Regions from separate parts of the Triticum aestivum genome. Here region 1 is linked to region 2. Evidence: chromatin contacts called from public Hi-C data. All regions are on one chromosome and are shown on one strand. Each heading gives the region's core, a stretch centred on a gene start, on an enhancer-like site or on the middle of the called end of the contact. The rest is flanking DNA. Distances are from core to core; before and after follow the strand shown.

Region 1 (2,700 bases), core at 159-2,658, 630 kb after region 2:
TCAGTCATCCACAAGGGGCCCAACATGCCCAAGACATAGTGCAAACCCTAGGAGGCAAGACGACCTTCTTAACATCCAAGACTAGAGGGCGGCAGTGCCCCAGATCGCATCTACCATATAAATCGCAGACCTCTCCTATCTATATAAAGGGAGGTCTAGGATACTCATTGATCATCTATCTTCAGATAGGAGAACTCTTGGTAGCAATCTCATGCACTAATGTAACCCGTCGCACGAGGTATCCCTCCATTATGAGTCATCGAAACCAGCATGATGTAGGTTATTACTCTTCGAGGCCTTAACCTGGATAAACCCCTTGTGTGATCTCTGATCCATGACTTCTAGCTGCGCTTGGACCCCTACCGAGGGATCTGACGGGAATTTGCCCCATCAACAATATTATTGTATCTAGGGCATATTTCCAACAACCTCCAGATGATGGTTGGGTGGAAGTGAACTCTGATGGAGCCATGTCAAAGTTTGGTGACAAAGGTGGAGGTGGTGCCGCCCCGAGGGATCACAATATAGCTTTTGTGCTGGAGTTAGCCACTATTTCCAAAACATTGTTGATCCAGAGGCCGCTGAAATTCTTGCTTGTAGGAGAGCATTATAGGTAGCGATCGAGAACGGGGTTGAGTCCATATGGAGCTTGATAACAAGACAGTGGTGCAAATGATCAATGATCCGCAGATGAACCTAGTTGCAGTCGAGCTGTGGGTTCAAGAGATAAAGGAGATGCTCAACATGCGCATGGATTTTCGAGTTGCATGGGTTCGTTGTTCTACTAATATTGTCGCGCATAAGTTAGCAAAAATAGGCGTAGGAGATGAGATTGTAAGGCATTTTATTGCGAAATTATCAGAGTTACATCCTTCAAGACACGTGGAAGAAGAAAACTAGGTTGTTCATCGTCCCATCAATACACCAACTGAATATCATAAGCATGCCCAGCTAGATAGTGTGCCAAATTATTGGCTTCCCTCGAACAAATGCTGAAAACGAATCGAAGATACACCGTGTGTGAGTTGGAAACGATCCATGAGAGTAGCAGCATATGGTGCCAATATATCTGAGATTCCATTGCACGCATTGATTACCTCTAAGCAGTCAGATTCGGCAACGATCCTTGAACACCCAATTTGATTCCTAGCCATGTTGGCTAAATAAAGCGGCAACATTAACCTCAAAAAAGAAAGTCTGTTGAATGTTGGTCCTGAAAAAAAGAAGAAAAGAAAGTCTGTTCACGCTTAAGTGCGGCCGGGGCCGAACCCGAATGCAAACTCGGGTGCCCTTCCGGCACCAACTCGCGAGCCAGGAGGATATTTGCGTCTCCACCTCTCGCAGCCGCGAAAGCCGCCGTGCCGGCCCCCAACTCCTCGATAGGCCCCAGCCTATTTTACCCTCACAAAAACACCAAAATACCCAGAAAAGACTAGTAATAGAGGGAGAGAGCAGCGTTCTCTCGCTCTCCTATCCTCCCCTCCCCTCCGGGCCATCCCACCCCCATGGCCTCCTTCCCATCCCCCTCCGTCGTCGCCGCGGCAGCGGCCGCGCCCCCGCGCCTCGCCCCGGGCCTCTCCCTCTCCGCCGCCGCGGTGCACCACTCCTCCCACGCCTTCCGCCCACGCCCCTCCCTCGCCCTGCGCCCTTCCGCCACCGCCGCGCCGGCCAACCCCCTCCGCTGCTCGCACCGCCGCGCCGTCACGCCCAGGTTAGTACGGACGCACGAATCGACCCACGCCGCCTGCGAGGGTTCACCGGGTTTGTTAGCGAATTGCTGATTCGCGTCGCTGCGTGTGTGCCTGCAGGTCGAGGAGGCGGACGCAAGGGCTCGGCGCGGCGTCGGCGTCAGCCGCTGGGATTCTCGGTGAGGAGAGGGACGGGTGCCTCTCGTGCTTCCCGAAGAGCCGGAGGCGGGGACGACCGGGGCTCGCCAGGTTCGCGCCGTGCGCGCTCCCTCACACCTCGGGCTTATCGCTGCACAGTCGGTGCAGCGGGCCTAAGGTTCGTTTCATCTGTGTTGATGGATTATTAGGCAGCTATTTTTCTGTTAACAGATTGCATGTGGTGACTGCTGGGGAAAAGTGTTTTGTTCCTTGCTTCTCTTGTTACTAGTATATGTTCTGCTTGGTTCCTTAATTAGTGGTGCGTATTATGGGGGGCATATGAGCAGCACAATAAATGTGGGTCGACCATCAGTGGTAGTGCAAAAAATTCAGCCGTAGTTTTTGTACTAAAAGGAGTCCCTGGTTTCCATGTCCATAAAGCCTACACATGATTGTTTTTTCATTAACTGTCAAGCTAAATGTTGAGCTTCACTAGTGGGAGGCAAATATTGTACCGAGCAACATATAGCGAGAAGGCAGTTGCTTGCCGGTATTTGAGTATGCAGCAAGCTAAATGTTGAAGGCATTGACTTAACTATTCGATGTTTTCAGACCAGGCTTAGTCATATATTACGTGCTGCTGGACCTGACGAACCACATGTTGCAAGTCCAACATGGTCTGAGGCAGCTCTTGATAAAGCTTACGATCCCACTATAAGAAACGAGGCGTTTGAAGATGTCCTGGACACCCCTCTTCCGTCCCATCCAAAGCTAATACGGGGTCAATTGAAGAATGGCCTCAGATATCTTATTTTACCTAATAAAGTTCCAGCAGACAGGTGAGGAAGCTTCATTTTCACCCCATTTTATACAC
Region 2 (2,700 bases), core at 167-2,666:
CTCTACCACAACCTACCTTTTACCCTGCGAAATTGTTCTGCATACGACTTGATATTTACGATTCACGTCCAACATTGTGATCCCACGACTCCTATTGATGCATAGATCTGATCCAAGGGTAACTGAGCAGTGTCGTACAAAAGTCGTAAAAAAAATATCGTACACATAGCACTGCTCTTTACCCTGCCAGCGCGGGAAACCCAAGGCCAAGAGTGTATAATATCAGTTACTAACTGCCTAACAGGGTATTCTGCTTGTTCATTTCTTTCTCAAACAATACAATCAGACAATCTGGAAACAGGATTGCATAATCATCCAACCAGTACCATTGAATGCATACAAGGAACTGCCAACAGACTCACCTGGGCATCGCGGAAGCTTGACCGCCATTAGCATGAGCTGAAAAGGGAGAATTCACTTCCAGGTCACCATTGCCTGCCTCATCACCAGTCTCACAAAGGGAGTCTGCGAACGAGCTCGAGCACTCCGTGCTATCCCCTCCTCGCTGGTCAGTCGAGTCCTCCGGACTCGCCATGGGCAGTTTATAGGAGGAGGAGGAAGCTATCCCCACAAAATCGGCACCCAAAGGCCGGGTGCAAGGGGCGAGAACGGCGCCTTCGCCCTCGCAGTGCTCGGGCTCGGATTTCACCCGCACCTTGCCCAGATTCTCCTTGCCCCCGTCGCCCTTGCCGTTGACATCCATGGCCAGGGCAGGGTCATCTGAGGAGTCGATACCGTCCTCACAAACCGCTGTGGCCGCGTCATCGGAGCGGAATTCACCGGGCACAGAACCGCCTCCCGGAGCGACGGATCGCTCCCCGTCGGCTTCGGACTTCAGCGCGTTCTGGCTGTTGCCGCCGCCGACCTCGCCCTCGACGTCCAAAGCCGGAGCCGAAGCCGGCGCCATGGGTGCCGGCGAGCAACGGAGAGATCCCCGAGGCGCCCGAGGCGGAATCACAGAACCCTGCAGCAGATTACAGCAGCAACCGCTGAGAAATTCGCACAGAAAGTAACCTAGCGGACACGAAAACAGATAACATCGCCGCGTCGCGGGAAAAAGGAAGATCCAATTGCCCATGGAACGGGCGAGAGAAACGCGAGACCGAGCAGGGCCATAGGCGTAGGGATTGGGCTTACCGGCAGGGCCGCGAGGGGCGGCGAACTCCGACAAATCGCCTGCGGGGGAGGATCAGGGCGACCGGAATGGGGGCTGAGGACTGGGAATTGGGGGTTCTCGGCCCGGAGTCGAGAGATCGATTTGGGGATTCCGTTGGCTCCACTGTGTTGTTGTGTTTGCGCCTATTTCTTGCGGAGGAAGAGGAACGGGCATCCTCGAGCGGGCGAGCCCTCTCTCTCTCTCTCTCTTCTTTTTCCCCCCTCTCCTCAACGTTTGATGGGGTCGGGCGAGCGAGCCGTGGAAAAGCGGCTCTCCTCTGCCTGCCGTGGCGAATTATAACGGCGCAACGCCAGCGTGCCGTCACTACTCCTGCATTACGATCTCGACTACTTGCCCCTTCCAGTCAGGCAAGCAAGATCAAGGATACGGTAGCTCGTTAACATATTCCATAACTTTTTGGGGGGAATTGCTCTCGGCCGTGCGAGGGCGATGTACTGCGGTGGTCTTGACACGGTGGCGAGGTGTTGCGACAGCGGCGGTGTGACTCCGACAGTTTGGCCAATCTGTTGATGGGGGTGGGAGAGGTGCGACGGTTCGGATGAAAATCCTGCTCATCCTTCGGAGCTAGCGGTGACGACGCCCGTGGGTGTCGTTTTCCTTGTTGGAGGCGTCGCCAAGGTGTGTCGGCATCTTCCCTCCTTGATCAGATTGTGGTCCTCGGGCGAAAGCCTTGTCCGTTGCAGGACCGACTATGGCGGCGGTGTGGCGTCATCACTCTATTGAGAGCATCGCATGTGGAGACCTGGCCTGGACCTGGCCTGGTGGTTCTGTCTGTGGTGCTTGCCGCTGCCCGAGTTAATCTTCGTGGGCGCTATGTATGCAGCTGCCGGTGATTCCAATACGATGGCTTTCTCATGGCTGACCGAGTCCCGCTATTCACTCGTCGTCTCCTCTTAGGCATTCAAGGGTGGGTAGTGCGTTGGCAAGGGAAATCCAGTTGGAGTTATTACTCTTCAAGGCGACTGACTTTTGTTGTGACGCGGCTAGATGATTGACTTAGGGCAAGCCCTTTTCCGTTGTGTTTGTACTTGTCATAGTGGAGTGTGGAGTTCCAACTACACTTGTTGTTCGCAGCAAGTTGTAGTCTTTTGTAATTGACTTCCGCCTTCTATAAAAATATGGTACGCCTAGGTGTGTCATCGGAAAAAATTGGGGGGAAAGCTTTATCTTTGCAAACATGAAGCTCCCATCGAGTTCGTTTTCCACATTGCCGCTTGGGCCTCCTCCTATCTCTGGTCGGGCTATCTCGTCGGCGGCCAGGAGCAGGTACCGTTCCTTTTGTTGTTCTTAATTAGTTATAGCATGTTCTTGTTTTCTGAATTTTTGTTTCCATGGCGGCATCGATGAGGTTGAAATAGTGATGAAGCATTGGAGTAACGTCTCTTCTAGCTGTCTCGTCGGCGGCCAGGAGTAGGGACCGTTCCTTTTGTTGTTCTTAGTTAGTTCTAGCGGGTTCTTGTTTTCTGTATTTTCTCCATGGCGGCATCGGTGAGGTTGAAACAATGATGAAGCTTTAGAGTAAT

Evidence for each region. A called contact is a pair of places that touch in the nucleus more often than the background predicts.
Region 1: a Hi-C map of leaf shows a contact between it and region 2, with 7 times the contacts expected there. The contact joins the promoter of LOC123159301 here to the promoter of LOC123155519 in region 2. A contact is called at or near these places in 2 of 5 Hi-C or Micro-C datasets (both in leaf).

Annotation. Positions count from the first base shown.
Region 1 is chr7B:537,944,042-537,946,741 of IWGSC CS RefSeq v2.1, forward strand. It overlaps LOC123159301 (stromal processing peptidase, chloroplastic), which reads left to right and starts at 1,409. Exons shown (of 26, transcript XR_006479625.1): 1 at 1,409-1,711; 2 at 1,809-2,004; 3 at 2,439-2,665.
Region 2 is chr7B:537,316,768-537,319,467 of IWGSC CS RefSeq v2.1, forward strand. It overlaps LOC123155519, which reads right to left and starts at 1,417. Exons shown (of 6, transcript XM_044573681.1): 1 at 1,138-1,417; 2 at 363-964. The coding sequence starts at 907.